Linked DNA regions of Mus musculus: region 2 is linked to region 1. A link is a contact called in public HiChIP or PLAC-seq data. All regions are on one chromosome and are shown on one strand. The core of a region is the stretch at or near the end of the contact, and the rest is flanking DNA. Distances in the headings are between cores, read along the strand shown. Region 1 has its middle 11 kb from the start of Gm31718. Region 2 has its middle 18 kb from the start of Gm31546.

Region 1 (2,700 bases), core at 69-2,568:
TCGCAGAGATCCGCCTGTCTCTGCCGCCCAAGTGCTGGGGCGATACACATGTGCCACCGCCTTCGGCTCTTTGTTTTTAAAGTGTTGTCATCTGTGTGTTTCAGAGTCCCTGGGAAGAGGAGCAGAAAATATTATAAGAGCTGGTGGCTTTAGAACAAAAGCAGAAGTGCCTGAAATCCTTCTGGCCAGGGAGGTTGTTTTCTGGAAGAAGGAAATGGCAGAGAGGGCAGAGGAAAGGCAGAGGTTGGGGGGCCAGATCATATGGGGGTCACTACAGGAGGGTGGGGGGGCAGGGTGTGGGGACCTGCTGCTCCATTGTTGGGGAATCTGACACTGGGTTGCATCTTAAAGGCTGTCAGTTCTTGCCTCCCAGCTCTGGTGACAAAACCCTGCTGGAAGGGTTAAGGGCATCAGCACAAGGGCTGGCCTCTGGTTTGTAAACTGGCCTACCAGCCTCCCTCCCTCCCTCCCTCCCTCCCTCCCTCCCTCCCTCCCTCCCTCCCTCCCTCCCTCCCTCCCTCCCTCCCTCCCTCCCTCCTTCCCTCCTTCCCTTCCTACCTGCCTGCTTGCCTGCCTTTTGTTTCTTTTCTGAGACAGGGTTGGTTTCATGTAGCCCAGGCTATCACTAAACTCCTGATCTCTCTTCTTCCACCTTCTGAATGCAGGGATGATAGGTACCTACCATCACACTTGACTAGTTTCTTCCTCCCATAGGCAGATGGGATGGCCAGGCATGCTAGGAGGCTGAGGCAAATGAATTGTAAAGGGTTAGCTTAGGCTACACAGTGAGTTCAAGGGCCAGCCTGGTTTTAAGAGTGAGGCCCGGTCTCAGCCATCACCTCCACCCTCACAAGAGAGATGCGTGTGAGAAGGCCGAGGGAATCCACAAGTTGCCCACATCTTTCTCCCAAGACTTAGGCTGACAGCACTGCCCTCCCACCTAAGGAGATCGCAAGGAGATAGGCTGTGGCTCCTAAGGAATTTGCTGTGGGAAAAAATATTTCTCCAAACGATGACCAGGAAATATTGTCCTGACCAAGGTTGCTGCATGTGCTATCTTGGAAGCATGAGCTGAGGACTGAGTGCTATGTGATCTTCAACAGGGCCCAGTTCTCAGGCTCAGAACAGCCACCCCACACAGGCCACTAAGACCTCACTATCTCCCTTGGTTTACATTGCCATGCTCTCCTGTAGGACAGCCTTGACCTTGAGCAGGACCTAGGCTGGCTGGCTCAGCCTGTATGGAGGTGGGAGGCCACTCTCTGCTGACTCAGACCTGGCCTAGGGCAAGTTCATGCCTCCAGCCTGTGAGTAACACACTGGTGTTTCAGCTTCAAAGGCCTTCCCAGGATTAACCAATTAGTCACCCAGGAGAGCCACAGTGCGGGTTACTGTTGTCTTCACTAGGCTGGAACTGAGGGAGGGAGGGAGTAGGATCTCACTGCAGAGCAGCAGCAGCAATGAGGTGTAGGGTGTCCCACAGCGTGGGAGGGACAGGATGAGGCAAGATGGAGTTGGAGCTGATCACTGAATGAGAGTGAGAGACCTGGGGGAAGTCTCCGGGTCGGGGAGTGGGGGTTCTGGAGAGTCATGGTTCCATGCAAGGAACATCCTTCTTGGGACTGGGGAGATGGCTCAGCAGGTAAAGTGTTTGCTATGTTAGCTTAAGGACCTGAGTTCAGATCTTCCACAGATTACAGATCTTCCACACCCATATAAAAAGCTGGGCTTGTTGGGTCACATGCCTGTGACCCCAGAGCTGGGGCTGAGACATGGAAGACAAGAAGAGCTTTAGAGCTCTCTGCCCAGCTAGTTTAGCCAAAGCAGTGATGTCTAGGTTCAGTGAGAAAGTGTTGCACAGTAGAGAAAGGCTCTAAAGTCAGTGTCTGGCTTCCATCCACACACGCACACAGATGAACACACTTAAACACACACACATGCACAGATGAACTCATTTGTACACACACATACACACACTCATACAGATGAACTCACACACAGATGAGCTCACACACTCTCACACACAGATGAACTAACTCACACACACACACATACACAGATGAACACACTTACACATGCACAGTTAAGTTATACCCATAAGCATACACTGACACAGATGAACTCACACACACATGCATGCACTCTCACACACACATACACACAGATGAACTTACACATATACACACCTACACACATGCACACACACACATACAAGCATACACACACAGGTACTCACACATGCACACACACACACATGCACACAGACATGCATGCCCGGACACACATGCATGCATGCACACACATGTGCACACACAGATGAACTCACTTCCACACACACTCACATGCAGAGGAGGGAGGAAGAGGGGGTGTTGGTAGGGGAACTGGCCCATGAGGGCCACCATGTGTTCTCACCATTGCAGCCCAAACTTATCCTGCCCTTCTGAGCCTTCCTGGCAACTGTAGCAGGAATCTTGGAACAGTTTTTGGTGTGTGTGTGTGTGTGTGTGTGTGTGTGTGTGTGTGTGTGTGTCTGAGAGGGGGGGGGAGGGGAGGGGGAGAGAGGGAGAGAGAGAGATTCTTTTGGTGCAGGGAGAAACTTTTGAACCTTTGAGAGAGTATTTCACATATCCTAGGCTGACTTTGAACTTGCTCTGTCTGTAGATGGCCATAGTCTTGAATTCTTGATCCTTCTGCCTTCAC
Region 2 (2,769 bases), core at 117-2,616, 310 kb after region 1:
AGGCTGGCTCCCCCTCATCCACCAGCCAACAGTTTTTACCTTTTTAAAAAGTCACACCCCTGGGAGCAGAGCATCCACTGAACTGCTGATATGGGACAGGGTGGGGGATGGGACTGAGAAGGTGGGAGTTAAAAATCAAAGTGATAAATGGGCCAACTGTTGCATTCACACCACGGGTTGAGGCAGTTGCTGTCCCTAGGAAAACAAAGGCACTCCAGGATCTCCAGCCACCAGGGACACCCCTCATATAGGGATGACAGGCCAGCTCTTGTCTCTCCTCACCCCTGACTCTTGTCACCCTCCTCTCCAGGTTCCCCAAGATCTGCAGTACTGTATTTAGTTGCTGGGGAAAGAGAAATTGTTTCTGGCCAAGGTTGATCTACTTGACTGTGACTTTAAATGCAAAATGTCCCTCTCAGGTTTATGCAGTAGGAATGATGCTTGGGGGAAACATGGACCCTTTAAGAGCCGGGGCTTAGCTAGAGAAAGTAAGTCACTGGAGAACAGGGTCTTAACCAGTTTCTGCTTCCATGAGGAGCTATGGTGTCCTTTCCACTTCCTAGTCTGATGGTCAGGTCAGGAGCTCTAGCACAGCCTCCAGCCACCCTGAACTCTCCTGTACAGTCCCCACTGTGAAGGATGGACGTTCTCTCGCTCCAAATTGCTTTTGTCCAAGATTTTGTCAAGGCAAGAAGAAATGTAGCCAACACAGGCACATCCTTCCAAAGGGCTGCAGCCTGGAGACCAGGGGGTGTGGTCACATCAAGTGTTCAATGCTGACAACGCACAGAGCAGGGCAGTCAGAGGTGACACATGGAACCCAGCCAGTGAGATGGACAAGTGCTCACGTGTTCCCATGTCTGTTTCCCACCAGGTTTCCGGTGCTTCTCCTTCACCTCCCACTTCATACCTTCTGAGCTATGGGTGGGCTGCCTGGGGGCCAAAGGCCACAGATCCCAGGGGTATGCCTCAGATTGTCCCTGTGACCCTGTCAACTGGGGTGCAAGTCCCAGAGAGACATGGAACCGCCCCCACTTCCTCTTGAACACCTGCTGGTCTGAGGTAAAGCCTCTACTGAAGGAGTATGCTCGGTGGCCTCCAGGAAATCTACCCATATTACAGTAGGATGCAGAAGGCTGCGAGAACCCACAGACCCCTTGGGTTCTGCCCAGACAGACTGTGACCGGGATGGTGACGTAGGCTGATCAGCCTGGCCACACCCCAAATCCTGTTTGGCCTGGTTTTTGTAGGAAGGCAAGAGGTAAGGGCCTAGAGAATGAGGCAACAGCTTCCCCAGGGTGAGTTCCTGCCCAGAGCTGGTATCTGGTTTCTCAGCCAAGCATGGGTGGCTCTGGCTCTGTCTCTGATTCCGCTGACTCACAGTTTGGATTACACATTGGACATAGCTTGTCTGTTTGCCTGGACACTGACCCTTGGTCCTGGTTGCACGCTGCACATGGGCCTCTAGGTTTGTCCGGATATTGATCCTCAATCCTGGTCACACTCTAAACATTAGTCACCTACCTTGGCTGATTCTGCATGCACACTGCACACTGGCTGGCTGTTTGCCTGGATACTGATCCCTGATCCTGGTTGCACAGTATACACTGGTTTTCTATGCTTGCTTGGGACTCATCCTTGATCCTAGTTGTACTTTGTACTCTGTTATCTAAGTGTGGCTGGCTAGTCCTCCCAGAGAAAGGTCTTACTTGCAGTCACCCCAACCCTATTTTCAGAAGACACTCGGCTTTCTTGGAGTCGGACTGGGGCCTTGCTGGGCTTTCCTCTAGCCTAATTTTAATAAGCTGGCCGGATGTTTCTTTAGGTAGTAGAAACAGGCATGTTCTTGAGACTCAGGTTCACCTTCACCTTTGAAGGCAGGACATGGCAGGATGCTTGAGATCAGGGCTTGGGATAACAGGAGAACCTTGTTAACCACCGGGAAGGCTTTGCCCCACCTTGTACCCATTTCCCAGGCTGTCATGTTGCTGACAGTCATGTCCGACTCTTTCAGCATGCAGGTTACAGCTGCACGATGGTACCGATTTCTTACTCCTCACGGAGCCTGTATCTAGTGATGATTTGTGCTTTGTGAGCTAGGAAGCTGGGGGCTACCCACTCCTATTCTCACCTCTGTCTGGGGTCTCAGATGCTGGCAAGAATCACACATTCTGGGCTTGCTGGGGACTCGGCCTATCTAAGTCCCTACCCCCACCCACAGGGGAATTGTGGAAATGCCCCTGTCCCTCTTGAGAGTGAAATGTAGTCAGTAAATACCTAGGACTTCACCTGTGGGGTACCGAGAGCCGCTGTGGCAGAAGTTCTGGTTGTCAGGGGACCTGTCCATGATCACAGCATATCAGTGGGAACCCTTAAGGGAACGTGACTCACAGGCTGCTTGCTCCTGACTCCTCCCAGCTGAAGAAAGAAAGGATGGTTAGCAAACAGCAGGTGGGTGGCTGTGTGAGACAAACGTCAGGGAGAATGTTATGGGGTTGCTGGGGTCAAAGCCTGAGTCCTGGTAGCTATAAAAAAAAGTTAGCCAGGGCTACCCCTCCCCAGTTAAAGAAGTAGCAATAAAAGCAGAGAAAAGAGATTTATTTTTTGTGGCCACAGTGGGAAGAACAAAGGGGTCTAGCAACCCTCAAGTCCATCTCTGAGATCCTGGCATGAGGTTTAGGGTTAAGTAGAAAGCAAGTGAATGCGCAGAGAAGCAGATCTGGCCAAGGTGTGGCCCCGCCCATCACTGAGCTGCTGCCGCTGCCACTG

Evidence for each region. HiChIP or PLAC-seq counts read pairs in DNA pulled down with a chosen protein or histone mark.
Region 2: a contact with region 1 is called in a CTCF HiChIP or PLAC-seq map of the NIH/3T3 cell line, with 16 read pairs. The contact joins two enhancer-like sites. A contact is called at or near these places in 1 of 15 datasets of contacts at CTCF or cohesin (the NIH/3T3 cell line), 14 of 484 Hi-C or Micro-C datasets (the AML12 cell line, the N1E-115 cell line, bone marrow-derived macrophages and 10 more) and 15 of 115 datasets of contacts at active chromatin or transcription factors (the HPC-7 cell line, Th17 cells, embryonic basal ganglia and 10 more).

The regions. Positions count from the first base shown.
Region 1 is chr8:126,918,074-126,920,773 of GRCm38.p6, reverse strand. No RefSeq gene overlaps it. Among named protein-coding and RNA genes, the nearest start is that of Gm31718, 11 kb to the right of the region's middle. Within about 2 kb of position 1,318, at least 161 of the 459 cell types and tissues checked have an H3K27ac peak or open chromatin away from gene starts, as enhancers often do. A contact at or near this core is called in the N1E-115 cell line, the NIH/3T3 cell line, Th17 cells and 7 more, where this site is marked.
Region 2 is chr8:126,612,963-126,615,731 of GRCm38.p6, reverse strand. No RefSeq gene overlaps it. Among named protein-coding and RNA genes, the nearest start is that of Gm31546, 18 kb to the right of the region's middle. Within about 2 kb of position 1,366, at least 216 of the 459 cell types and tissues checked have an H3K27ac peak or open chromatin away from gene starts, as enhancers often do. A contact at or near this core is called in the N1E-115 cell line, the NIH/3T3 cell line, Th17 cells and 7 more, where this site is marked.